Linked DNA regions of Mus musculus: region 2 is linked to region 1. Evidence: chromatin contacts called from public Hi-C data. All regions are on one chromosome and are shown on one strand. Each heading gives the region's core, a stretch centred on a gene start, on an enhancer-like site or on the middle of the called end of the contact. The rest is flanking DNA. Distances are from core to core; before and after follow the strand shown.

Region 1 (6,993 bases), core at 2,931-5,430:
TGGGAGTCTTCCTAGAGTGGCACATTGAGCAGAGGCCACATGATCTGGGGGTGGGACTCCTGAAAGCCCCGTGTGGCCAGGAGGGAGTATGATGGTGACGTCCTTGGAAAACCTGTCTGCTGCATTCATGCTCTGAGGCCAACTTGCTGACCCGTGGCAGGAGCTGGCCCTGAGCCATCTTGGGCCATCCCTTTGCCTCCCATCATGGTGGGCATTTTCTCTTTGTTGGCAATCTTGAAAGCTAGATGGTTTGGGATTTGAAGGAAAGAGAGTCACAGTGACAGGTTCCAAGGTACGGAAGCTTGAATGACTTGGGGTCTACTCGAGGACCCCAAATATGGGGCTGAGAGAGGCAGACGACACAGTTCCCGGGAGTTGGGGAGATGGTGGCTTCTCAGGCCAGGGCTGGTCTGAACTACAGCTTGCTCTGCTCCTGGAAGCCTGCAGCCTTGTCTGTGATCAGGCTGCTTTGCCTGTGTAAGCATCAGAGTGGAAGAGTGCTGGCCTGGCTAGCACGCAGTCAGTGTGGTCCCTCCTTCATCTCCTGGGCCTCTGGCCTGCCTCCTGGCCCTTTGATGCTTCCCTCGCCACAGACTTCAAACAGGCTGCTGGCCCTGCTGCCCTACCCGCCTGGCCTGCCTGCTGTAATTAGAACTCCCCTGAGCTCAGCAGGCCCTCTACCAGCAACTTCTCTTCTCACTGTTCTGGGCTTCTGCTCTCTCCACCTCTGGCTCACCTTTGCTTCCAGCTCTGTTTCTGGTCCTCTGTCTAGACCAGGGACCAGTTCTGGATGGGTACCCTGACTTCCCTAAGTCCTGGTTTCCCCAGGATACTGAGGGTAGAATGGGAGCTGGATACCATGTCTTCCGGTGTTCTTTCAGTTGTTCACAGGGGAACCTCAGTTTGTCCAACACAAGCGTGGTATGATCAGCCATGTCCTTGTTACAGATGGAGACACTGAGGTAGAAGCAGGCTCATGTTCATCTCCATGGCCCCTCCTATATAGGGAGGGCAGGCTAGTTGGTATGGAGACTCAGGCCCCCCAGAAGTCAAGACTGCAGATAAGACACGTGTTCTTGACTGGGCCTCAGTCACTGGCTTTCAACCCCACGTAGTTTTTGCAGGTCCTAAGTGGCACGATGGGTATCAGTGAGTGGATAGGAGCCGAAGAGATGAGGGGTGACAACAGGGACGTCCAAGAGAAGACCTGTCTGGGAGGTGGACAAGGATGCTTGGGAGCAGGGACGTTGCCTGTACTGGTCAGATCTGGGCAAGCAGGGCCTGACCCACCAGCTACAGCAACATGAGTGTGCTTGTATTTATGTCTGTGTGTATTGTGAGGGATGTGGGCTCTCTGGCCACAAACAGTGACTGTGGGCATGCTCTGCATGTGTGTCATGTGTATAAAAGGGAGCGTATAGATGAGTAGATGTGTGTGTGTTCAGGTGTGAGGAGGGGTGGGTAACAGCAGCTGTGTCAGTGGCTGAGTCCTGCATCCTGCCTGTGGGTATGACTGGATTCTGCCTCCGAGGGTGGGAGGGCAGGTTCTGTATGGGATGAGGGTGGAGCTCCGTTGGTTGGGGGGCTCAGGAAGCATTGACAAAGCCCTCAGTCGAGTCCCTAGCACCACGTAAACCTGGCAAGCTGGCACGCACGCATATTTGGGAAGTGGAGGCAGGAGGATCAGGAGTTCAAGGTTGTCTTTGGTTACGTAGAAAGTTTGAGGCCAGCTAGGGCTATGTGAGATGTTATTGTAAAATAAATAAATAAATAAATAAGAAGGAAGAGGAAGAGGAGGAAGAGGAAGAAGACTGTAAGAGGCAGCTGGGGTGTGGCCTGCTTCCCCGTGAGTTACAAGAGCACACAGCACACCTGGTGCCTTCCTTCCTGTCCACTTAAAGCCCCTCAGCACTCAACCGCTTTCTCTTCCTCTCCTTTCCCCCTCCCTCTCTGTGTCCATTGTATGCAGTTCCATGCACCCCGTTCCTGAGTCCACTCTTGCTCTCTTGACTATCAGGAAGTGAGGGACACCCCCCCACCCGCCGCCCCCCCAGCCCAGGTGAGCCCACCGCCCATTAAGGCTCTCTGGAAGCAGAGAAGTTGAAGCGGCTTCCTCTGCCTTTCTTTCTCCACACCACCCTCAGGGCCCGAGTTGCCATCTAGGACCTGTATGGCTTGGGGTCTTCCTGGTCCTTGTGGTCGGCAGCAGCCCATGATGCTCTGGGGCCTGGGCCTTACCTGCAAAGGTCTGTCTATGTTCTAAGACCTGGCTGGACCCTCTCCCCTCCTCAGCAACTTTGGCCTGTTTCCCTGGCTCTGCCAGCGTGGTGGGGCCTGTGGTCTGAGGTTTTTGGCTGGGGAGGAGGCTGGAGGAGTGAGGGAGGCTTTTTTTTTTTCCCCTTTAGAAATCAGGGATTTGGGCTGAGGTTAGCTTGCTCATCTCAGACAGACTTGTCCAAGCACAGCTCTGCTGTAGGGAGGGATGGGCTACAGCACTGGCCAGCTTCTGTTCCTCCTGCTACCCTTTGGGGGTAGCTGGCTTATGGGTGCACAGAGAACTTGCTCTGGGTACTACCATGCTGCGATGAAGCCAGACCCAGGCCGAGGAACCCCTCAGTTTGATGCAAGAGATTAGGTGCCCTGAATTTCTGAGAGCGAGGTACAGACACCCTGAAATGAAGAGGTGCTTCTGAGCTAGACAGAACATCTGGGTCTCCTGGAATCCTATAGCACCCAGGAGTCTGAGGCAGGAGGACTGTGAGTGAATTCAGGGCCAGCCTGAACAAATCGCAAGGTCCTAACTCCATACTTCCCCCTGCCCATCTCTCCTGCTCCATCAATAAATGAAAGAGAGAATAGCAAAAGGAAAGGAGATTGAGAAAGAGGACAGTCTTGAGCCAGGACCCGAGCAGCTGCCCGAAGGCCACCAGGGCATAAGAACGACCTGTTCTTCTAAAACCAGCTTTGTGGATCTCTGGTACTTCTAAGGGGCCTCTCTGGACTCTGGAGCCCAGGCCCTTGCAACGTCATTCCTTGCTAGCTTTCTCTTCCTGCCTTAGTTTCCCACTGGTGTTTTGGGCAGACTTGCTATTTGAAAGCTCAAGGAACATGTCAAGGGGTCTCTGTGGTGTTCCCCCCAGAACACTCAGCCTTTTCTTTTGTTGCTGTGTTTTTAAAAGTTATTTATTTATTCTTGTGTGTGTGTGAGTGTGGGTGTGCAAGCCACGGAGAACACATGGCTCTCAGAGGAGACCTTTCTGGAGCCATTCCACCTTTACGTGGGTTTCAGGGAATTGAACTCAAGGTTGTAAGGCTTGTTACGCAAGCGCGTTAGAGGCCAAGCCACCTCTCCGGCCCCTATTATTTTTTATTTTTAACATGTATTTATTTAGTGAGCGTGGAGCGGGCATGCTACAGCGTACCTATGGAAGATAGAAGATAACTTCCAGGAGTCTGCTTTTTCCTTCTACCATGCGGGTCTCCTGGGGATGGAACTCAAGCCTGCTGAGTTGGCAGGCAGGTCTTTTCTTAGTGAGCTGTCGAACAAGACTCCATCTTATTGGTTGAGCCTGGGTCTCACACAACCTCTGGCTGACCTGGAAGTCACTGTGTGGCTCAGGCTAGCCTCTGGCTGACCTGGAAGTCACTGTACGGCTCAGGCTAGCCTCCAATTCCCTAGTAAATGAAGATGGCCTTGGACTTAGGATCCTCCTGCTTCTATCTTCTGGATCCTAGGATGCAGGCCCGAGCCACCCTGAGTGGCTGCCATCCAGCTTTTGAGATGGAGGCATGGTCTTCAGCACAGCTGAAGGATGGGGGGGTCAACTAGAGCCCCCATATCTAGATCCATCTCCCTTCGGGTCCTACTTGTCACTGAGACAAGAGGATGACAGAAATGTTTTATTGTTTGTTTGTTTGTTCATTTTCAAGACAGAGTTTCTCTGGCTATCCTGGAACTCGCTCTGTAGACCAGGCTGGCCTTCAACTGAGAGATCCACCTGCCTCTGCCTCCTGAGTGCTGGGATTTAAAGGCGTAAAGGAAGATTTAGTGTGTCTTAGGATTTCAGTTCACCACTGGGTAAGGGAAGTGTCCGGACTCCCTTCACGGCAGGCAGCAGGCAGCGGGAGTGTGAGGCAGAGCTGTTTACACAATGGCAGATCAGGAAGTGGAGAGAGAAGCCAGACCAGGGGCTGAGTATGACCTTCAAAGCCTGCCTCTGGTGACCTCATTTCCCCTTCTCCTAAATAGTCTCCAGATTCAGATTCAAACAACAACCCGCTCTCTGTCTCCCCAGACCCTAGAAGTCACAGACAGACAGACACTCCTCAGCAGAGAGGGAGAATGGGGCTTGGTGGGGGAAGGGCGCACTGTAGTAGAAAGAACTCCTAGGTCATCCCTGGTCCAGTACTAGAGGGATGCTGTGGGAGAGATTGGAGGGGTGGGGGCAGAGACTTTTGGGGTTTCAGTGACTCACGCATTCCCAGTGTGCTTTTAGGGCTGCCTAGAGCCTCTCACATCAGGCCGGTGGATGGAGAAGGACTCCAGGCTCTCCCTCCTCCCACATCTCAGAGGGTCACAGAGTGTGCACCTGATCGCAGGGTTCCTGATTGGATGTAGAAGGAGGTGATCCGATGGCCCGGCATGAGCAGATCCAGAATAAAACTCTGGTGGCAGATTCCTGCCCCACTCCCTCCTTGGTAGAAGGTCAAGGAGCTACAGGGCCAGAGCAGACTCGTTTCACTCCCTCAAGAGTGTGGGCAGCCAGTTGTCAAATATACAAGCTATCCTGCTGAGCAGCGGTGCTGGAAACTGTATTTGAAACTGACGGACACAGTCGTGTCTCTGGCAAGGATGCTCTTCAGTTTGTACACGCAGACTCCGTCCCCATTTGGAGTTTCTCAATGAGCCGCAGGCAGGAACTGGATAAGCATACCTCCCACTGGAAGCAAACAAAACCAGAGTAGCCATACCTGAGGCTCCGGTTGGTGTGGCTGTCTGTACCTCAGCCTGAGCTCCATACCCTGTTCCCACCTCACCCCCATGCCTCATTCTTTACCAAATTCCCAAGAGAGTTTGGTCTCCTGGGAGACCATCCTGGGCAACCGTGTCTGCTTCGGACCAAGGGGCTAGGGCCAGGGGAGATCGGACAATAGGACTCAGGCTAAAATCCCAGACTCAGACCAAGCCTGTGCAGGCGGGCTCAATACTCCTGACGAGAAGTCTCATCAGGTGCAACTACCCTCTTTCTCCCTGAGACTGTGCCCAGCAGGAACAGCCAGTGACTCTAGGGGCTGCGAGAGGTGGGCCTCAGGCAGAGATGCCTCTCCGTGGGCCATGGGAGACAGGTATGGGGGACTTTTGATCTGGTTCTAGCCACCCCAAAAATTCAAATGTCAACAGGAGCCCTACTGGTGACTAGCCTTTCAGTCTGAAGCATGCTCCTCCCCAGGATAGTTCTTGCAGGAGACCCCTCCCCCACCTGGCCACTAAACAACCTAACACCAAGTTGCCACCTGAGACATCTCTCTCCTTCTCTTTCTGCTCAGTATTGTGCTGTTTCTGTGTGCAGGTCGGTGGTGCCTAGTAGGCTTTCCATCTGGGTGATCTCATTAAGTCTACTTAATTGTAGGTATCAGTAGTCCTCCAGTTTGGAGGCTCGAGGAGGAGCTTGAGGCTCAGGAAGATGGAGTAACTTAGCCAAAAATCATGTAGTTAGGCAGCTGATAGAGATAAGATTCAAATAGTCAGGTATCCAGTAGGGCAGAGAAGTGCTGTCGGTGGGGGAGCTGGCAGCTTGAGGAGACCTTGGATGTCTCAAGGACGAGCAAGCCTCAGCTTATTCTCATAGGTGTGAAACTTTTAAGCAGAAAAATTACACGGGGAGAGGAGATCAAAGAGCTAGACAGTCTGAATTTAAATCTTGTCTTCGATATCCAACTGTGTAACCTTAGGAAAGTTACTACACCTCTCTGTGTTTCATTCTCCCTTCTGTACAAAGATGGTAGAGGCAGTGTCTTCCTCTCAGGTTGGCTTGGAGGAGTGAGTTCATGATTCCCTAGACACTGGGCTGAGAGCAATGCTTGGGTACACACCAGTGCTGTGTGAGTTTGGACTAGTCCTGCTGCCTCATAGATGCCCCTCCATCTCCCTTCCTCACTACCTCCCCCATCCTCCTTGAGAAACAAGCAACCTGCCTCAAGTAAGGGCATGGCCTGTGGCCTGAGCTCACAGGGACCTGCATTGCTTGTATGCTGCTCTAATGTCACAGCTGCCTCCTGTCACTCTAGCTAGGGTTGGCAGGTCCCTGGTGGGTAAGAGGGACATGGATCAGAAGGAAGCCACACAGAAGTCTGAAAAAGCAATGTGACCTGGTGGACTACTTGCGTCTTCTTGCTTGCTGATGCCTGGGTATGGCTGAGGATGTAGCCAGAGACATTCAGCTTGAGAGAGTCCTCTGGGGACTGGCAGCATGGGCGAGCATGAGAGGGCTTAGGGGGATGGGCTGGTGAGGGCCAGCCTGGAAGGAGCAGAGATGTAAGATGTAGAAGCCAAGGGGTTTGGTAACCCAGGCAGGCCTTGTATCTGAGGCGATCCTCCTGCCTCAGCGTTCTGAGCGATGGGCATGCAGGAGTGTGTCTCTGCACCCCCCAACCCCCGCGTGTTTTCCCTCTGATAGTTGTTTCAGCCCAGTGCCTGGGCACAGAGGCTCTGAGTAACTCTCTCTCCACAAGCTGAGCTTAAGGCATATGGTCTGTGGTTTCTGCCAGTGTGCAGCTCCTAGAGACGGGACAGCGAGGAGTCTAATGGAGGCAGTGGGTGGAGACATCAGAGGACGTAGAGGGGGGACTCCAGTTAGCGCTCGGAGGATTCTACCGATGTACCTTGCCCTTTCGAGTGCCAGCACAGACTGGATCAGGGCAAGGGAGTTGCACTTCCTAGGGGCTTGGGAAATGTTTCTTTTTCCTTTAAGTGGATCGTCACTAACAATTATC
Region 2 (6,812 bases), core at 126-2,625, 280 kb before region 1:
TCATGAGGCAGAACACAGGAGGCCCCACTCATCAACTGTGACATGCATGATTTTGCATCCCAGTCTTGCGAAGTCAGTACTCACTGGGGTCTAGCTTAGCAGGAGTGAGGAGACTCTGAGCTTCCCACCAGCTGCAGGACTCTGGCAGGCAGGGGCTAAGTTTGCATGAAGTGGGTGTTGGCAGCCACACTCCCATGGTGACCCAGGGCTATCAGAGGCAGAAGAGCCAGGTCCAAGTGACGGTGTCCTTCCTGCTGCCTCTCCCCTGGTCCTCGGCTTACAGCAGCCTCCTGGACTGGAGTCCTTTTTAGGCTGTGACCATTCCTAAGCTTATCTACCTTTGTCCTATGTAGCACTGTCGTCAAATCTCTCCGGGCTGTGTGCTGAAATATGTGTGTGTCTTCAACTTGACATAGACTTGGGGTCATCTGAGAAGAGGAAAGAAGTTGAGAAAACATTTCTATCAGACTGGTGGCCTGGAAGCAAGTCTGGGGTCGGGGGGGGGGGAACATTTTCTTGATAATGATTGATATAAGAGGGCCCTCCGCTCACTCTGGGTGGAGCCACCCCTGGGCAGGGGGTCCTGAGAGGTACAAAAGCTGAGCGTGAGTCTGGGGAACAAGTCACTGTAAGCAACATCCCTCCGTGGCCTCTGCTTGAGCTCCTGCATCCATCTCTTGGTGATGGACTGAGACCCAGAGGGTTAAATAAAATAGACCTTTCCTCCCCAGGTTGCTTTTGATCATGGTGGTATCACATCAAGCTAGGACAGGCTGGAATTACCAGAAACAGAACAATGGCGACCCCAAACAATATATATGGGCAAAAAAAACCTGGAAATCCTTCCCTTTGAGGCCCTAGTATCTTTGACTACCACCCACCTCCCTGCCCCTTGCTGGGGCCCCTAAACTCCCTCTGCCAGGTCTTGGAAGGGATTTGGAATCTGATGATCCTAGATGTCATCCGAGCAATAGAAGCCCCAGTCAAGGCTACTCTGGGGAGCCCTCGTGATCCCAGGATCCAATAGGAAGTGTCTGCTGCTTCCCATGGCCATCATTCAAGAGTGCCCAGCAGGACCCCACCCAGAAGGGCTTCTCAGCTTGCTGGCATAAGCGCGCCAATATGCAGGCGCAGTTATTCTTCCTTTGCTCGCCAGGCGTCGCTACAGGCCTAGAAATGGAAGGTGCAGCCAAGCGTTCTGCACTCCTGGGGAGTGGCCCCCGGAATTGTTGAAGCTCCTGGACAGGCCTGGCAGGTAACAAGAATGGGATCTGTGCGAGGAGCTGACACTTGGCGTTTTGACAATCGTGTTCAGCAGGGGTCCAAAGAATCTTAAGCCCCTGAATTCAGGCCGGTGTAGCTGATACCCATGAGGCAAATTCGACGGCCCTGGAGACTGGAGAGCTTGCGGAACCTGGGCACCCTGCATCGCCTCCGTGCACAGAGGAAGCAATAATCCTCGCCGCAGATGACCCATTTCACCATGATGACCTTGAGGCAGTTTTGCGAGATGTACGACCTGCCTCCGTCCATCCACCGTCTTTCCCTGTGACCAACTACTGACAACACTGCCTCCCTGTGAGCTTTTAGCACAACAGGACAATTGGAAATCTGTGCTTGGGTAACAAGTCTGAATATTCCAATAGCTAGTAATCGTTGAGCACGTCTGCCCGACATAGTTATTACACCACGAAGAGCACAAAGGTGAAATAACCTACCCAAGATGGTGAACAAATTCAAGCTAGGGACTAGGTGATCGGTCTCCGGAGCTCAAAAGCACTACACCCCCATTCATACCATTTTTGGGGACATGTAGGGCACAGGAGTTCAGGGAACCTAAGCTGACCTCGAACTAGGTATGCACCTGAGCATGATTTTGAACTTTTGATCCTCCTGCTTTCACCTCCTAAGATGATGGCCGTCCATTTTTTCAGTCTATGAGAGGCACTAGGCAGGCACTGAGCTGTCGCGGGCGGCAAGAGGGCGTTGCCTTCCCCGGGCCGCCCACCAGGTGGCGCGCCGACGCCACTCGTATCCTCGCACCACACCCGCGCTCCGTCTCACCATCGCCCCCTGTAAGGTTCTCGTTAACCATGGTGACTTGGGTCCAGCCGACAGGTGGCTGAGGGGTTTGCCACTGAAGGTAGTGCCAGGTGTTGGCGCCTGGCCAGATGCCTATTTTCTTCCTTTCACTCTTCATCTCCCAAGACGCTGAAATGTAACCGGAAGGAGCCCCAGCGCTCCTTTTGTTCAGTTTACAAAGCACTTTCAACCAGCTACATCCAGACACAGACAAAGACCGGGAGAGAGAAGCTGAAGCTCTCCACATCCTCCAGACGCCGTGATCCAGGAAGAGGAAAGACCAACTACTAAGATGGTGGGGGGTGGGCCTCAGAGCCAGGAACCTAACAAGAGCAAATAGACTATGCTTTTTCCAGTAAAAGGTCCCTTCGGGTGGTGAAGGCTTAGAAGCACTTGAAGTAACACGTAACACACACACGCGAAGGCACACACACATTCACATGCACGCATGCACGCGCACACACACACACACACACACACACACACACACACACACACACACCCTGGGACCTAAAACATGAACTTGGTACCTTAGCAGTCTCCCTCAGAGCATTCTAAGTCAAAGGTCCACCACTGAGTAATGAAAGGTCTCTTGTTTTCATTACTTCCTACAAAACAGATTCTGTGGCCCTACTGTGCACCAGCCCTGTCACTGTGCACTTGGTTAGCAATCCCCACTCTCGCTCAGATGAGCCTCCAGGCTCACACACGTACTGGTCTGCCCTCTGCAGGATGCTCTCCAGTGTCATCTGTTTTCACAATGCCTGGGCCCCAAGTACCCACAGGCTCGTCCCACACTTGTGTTCCCTAAGCCAGAGAGCTGGGGGTCAATTTGAACTTAGACACCTTTCTCTTAGACCCCTTTCAGAGCCACCCTCTCCTGTCCCCATTGCCCCTTCCGCACAGCCCCAAGTCTCTGACCTACCACCACTGCCTGGCTCCTCCAATTCACTCAACTCTCAGCTCTACCTCTCACAAAGACCGGGGTGCTCTTCTTGGTGCTGACTCCATAGTCACCCACAGCAACCCTCACACCCCTCTACTCCCACCCCCCACCCCCATCTCCCCTTCCCTTGAGCCCTTCTCCCTGTCTTCGCCACACTCGTGTCTTCTCCAGCTCCTCTTACTAAGGCTTCCTAGGCTCAGGAGATTAATACTCCATCCGTTTGCCTAGAAGACCAACCTCAACCCTCAGGCAGCCCCAGGCCCTCCCATCCTTTGGGCTCCAGGTAAATTAGGACCCGTCTCCTCTTGGAACTTGTGCTGTGTGCTAGCATCGCAGAGTCTGGGCCTTCCCCCTGCTGTCTTCCACATCTTCCCCCACCCCCACCCCACCCCACATTCTCCATGCAAATGAGGAACGCAGTTGCCGGTCCAGAAACACACTGCACACCGGCCAGGACCGGACATAAAAGTAGACACTTGATAACTATTCATGGAACAAATGACTCTTTCATCCGGGCCCCTCAGAACCCCACTCCTGGGCTCTCTTTTATCTGTGACTTTTCCTCGAACGGCTTCATCTGCCTAGAAGGCTCTTTCCTTCCCCCATGGCTCCACACTTTTCCACTCATCTCCCAGGGACCCATACTCACCCCCCTATTTAAGTTTGGTTTTCCCCCTGGGCCTCCCTAATGCCCAATACATAAATCTCTATCCGACTCTTTAAAATTGCAAATTGCCGGCTAACCCGGAGAGATTGCTAACAATTATGAGCCAGCCTCGCCTCTCCCTCAGACCACTCCAGACAGTGAGTTTAAGGGCAGCCACTGTCTGCCTGCTTTTCAAAAACAGCTAGAAACTCTTAGCTCCCGCCCATTGGCTGAGGGCAAATCAGGGGCCCCACTGTGCTGTTTGGCTGGTCTGGGGAGGCAAAGAGGGAAACACATATACAGGATCCTTCCAGAAGCAGGCAAGAGGAGGTGTCAGGCAAATGCTGGGCAAGGGACATTTGGGTGCAGAGTGGGCAGGAGGTTCCAGGCCTTGGGCACTAAGCATCTTTTCTTTTCGCAGAGTATCTATTGTGTGCAAGGGATGCTATGAGAAGGAGTCGGGGCATATGGAGATGTGGCCCTGAGTGACAGACACACCTTGGGATCACACCACTGCCGTGGAGCTTGGTACCCAGGTGCACTGTGTCTATGGCCTGCCTTCCCTCTCTCTGCTGAAGGGCTTTCCACACACCCAGGTATCTTTTCTCCATCCCTTGTTGGCATACCTTCGTCCTTTTGTGCTAGGGATCATTCCCTCCCACCCAACACTCCCCACCTCAGAGCTTCTCCTTCCTTCCTTCCTTCCTTCCTTCCTCCCTTCCTTCCTTCCTCCCTCCCTTCCTTCCTTCCTTCCTCCTTTCTCTGTTTCTTTCTAGACAGGGTTTTACTATGTAGACCAGGCTGGCCTCGAACTCATAAAGCTCTGCCTGCTTGACCCTCCCAAGTGCTGGGATCAAAGACATACACCATCATTCCCAGCCTTCCTTCCTGTAGTCTCAGGTAACCCAGGCTGGCTTCATAATCACTATGTAGGGGCTGAAGAGATGGCTCAATGATTAAGAGTCAGGCAGGGTGACATCTGTCAAGGTGGCGGGATCTCTGAGAGTTTGAGGCTAGTCTCATCTACATCGGGAGCCAGGAGTCTGGGTCAGTCATGGCTACATGGTGAAACATTGTCTCAAAAAAAAAAAAAAAAATCAGCGAGGGGGGGGGAGTGCGGGAGGGGGGTTCTGGAGAGATGGCTCAGTGGTTCAGTGGTTAAGAGCACTGATTGCTGCTCTTCCAGAGGACCTGAATTCAATTCCCAGCAACCACATGGTGGCTCATAACCATCCGTTATGGGATCTGACATCAGAAGACTGGTGTGTCTGAAGAGAGCAATGGTGTATTCATATACATTAAATAAATAAATAAATAAATAAATAAATAAATAAATGTTTTTAATCAGCAAAAAGAAGAGTGCTGCCGTTCCAGAGGACCCAAGTTTGATTCCCAGCACCCACACAGCAGCTTACAGCTGTATCTCCAGTTCCAGGGGATCCAATGCCTTCTTCTGGCCTCTGTAGGCACAAGGCAAGGCACAAGGTGGTTCGCAGACATTTATGCAGGTGAACATGAACAAAAATAAGAAAGAAAGAAAGGAAGAAAGAAAGAAAGAAAGAAAGAAAGAAAGAAAGAAAGGAAGAAAAATTTAAAAATCCTTCAAAATCACTGTGTAGCTGAGGGTTGCCATGAACATCTGACCCCCCTGTCTCCACCTCCCCAGTGCTGAAATTACAGGTGTGTCTACCATATCTTGTTTATAGGGGGCTAAAGGTGGGGCGCCAGGCTTTGTGCATACTGAGCAAGCACTCTACCAGCAGAGTTAATTCTATTCAGATTTTTAGAGAGCTGGAGGCCACTTTACTCTGTGTCTCCTGGGGAGGGGCAAGGGCTTGTAAAACTATACAGTACTGGGTTCCTGTTCCCCCAGCCAGGAAACCTGGGCCTGCATATGGTGGCTGTCACTCTGCCTGGCACACTCAAGTGAGAGCGTTCCTGCTCCTTCTGCTTCCAGAGTGAGCCCCGTGGCCCGCTTTGCTCCTGGTTGCCCGTGAGCTCCTGGGAGTTTTCTTCCTTTGCCTAATTTTTAAATGTCAGGTTGCCCAGAGCTCCTCCTCCGGTGCCTACAACTTCTCCAGCATGCCCCACATCCCAGGTCAGACTTCCAGGTGCCCTTGGATGGCCAACAGCAGCATAGCATAAAGAGATGTCATAGCTAAAGCTGAATTCCCCCAAGGCATCCTCCTCCATTGACCAGGGCACAAGCCGCCGCCCTGCCCTCCCCCCAGTCTATCATGCATGCAGCCTGTCAGATGCAGGACACTGCCTGGCACCTTTACCCCCTCCTCCCTCTTTGCATCCTGTACCTCAGCAACAGCAAAAGCCTGGCTGGTTTTCATTTTCTGGTTTTGCTTGCTGCTGCTGTCTTCAGGCCCCCAACCCTAGTCTTCTAATTGCTTCCCCTCCCCCTCCTCTTCCTAGTGAATTCTCCGAAAGCTCTCCAAAACACAAGCAGGACTGTAACCAGTCCCTTAAAAACCCTTTCAAGGTTCCCCATAAACCAGACCCCTTCAGCCGACACAAAAGCTGATCCCTGCCTCCTTTCTTCCCCTGGAGGAGGCACTCCAGAACAGCAAACTGTTTTCCTGCCAGAAGTAGCCCTACTCCTCTTGACCTCCGGGATGCCCTGACCTTCCTGCCCCTCCCCCACCTCTCCGGGTACATCCTCCAGGCCCTATGGGGACTGTGTCTTTGCACGCATCCCAGTGAGTTATAATGATTGATTTTCACACACAGGGCTAGGAGATCCTTGAGGGCAGGGATGGTGTCCCATTCATCTCTGTAACTCAGGCTCTGGATGGGAGCCTGGTATGGAGGATAGGCTCTACCACTGGCTGATGGATGAAGGCAGAGAAGAAACTTGAAGTGGGAGCCAGGAGTGTCCAAGAGGGGAGTGGGGGCAAGCGTGGCAGGCAGAGCAGCCAGAGCAAATGTGTGGGAAGTGCAAAAGCGAGCCCTTCCGTTTACTGCACTCCCACGGTGCCCGCCAACCATGGCGCCCGCACTGGGGACACACACTGTGTTCTTCCCACCTCCAAAGGAAAGATCTGAAACCTGGCATCCCAGCATGGCAGTAACCTGCCCAAGGTCACACAATGGGCTGGGGCCTGGCGTGGAATCTAAGACTGTCTGGCT

Evidence for each region. Hi-C and Micro-C count contacts between places; a contact is called where the count stands out from the background.
Region 2: a contact with region 1 is called in a Hi-C map of bone marrow-derived macrophages, with 28 read pairs. The contact joins two enhancer-like sites. A contact is called at or near these places in 2 of 15 datasets of contacts at CTCF or cohesin (the NIH/3T3 cell line and embryonic stem cells), 4 of 484 Hi-C or Micro-C datasets (bone marrow-derived macrophages, embryonic stem cells, erythroid progenitors and 1 more) and 9 of 115 datasets of contacts at active chromatin or transcription factors (bone marrow-derived macrophages, embryonic basal ganglia, embryonic stem cells and 5 more).

What each region holds. Positions count from the first base shown.
Region 1 is chr11:95,235,873-95,242,865 of GRCm38.p6, reverse strand. All of the region lies in intron 1 of Gm11515 (a long non-coding RNA gene), which reads left to right. Among named protein-coding and RNA genes, the nearest start is that of Gm11515, 21 kb to the left of the region's middle. Within about 2 kb of position 4,180, at least 13 of the 459 cell types and tissues checked have an H3K27ac peak or open chromatin away from gene starts, as enhancers often do. A contact at or near this core is called in bone marrow-derived macrophages, where this site is marked.
Region 2 is chr11:95,516,129-95,522,940 of GRCm38.p6, reverse strand. No RefSeq gene overlaps it. Among named protein-coding and RNA genes, the nearest start is that of Nxph3, 5.0 kb to the right of the region's middle. Within about 2 kb of position 1,375, at least 118 of the 459 cell types and tissues checked have an H3K27ac peak or open chromatin away from gene starts, as enhancers often do. A contact at or near this core is called in bone marrow-derived macrophages, where this site is marked.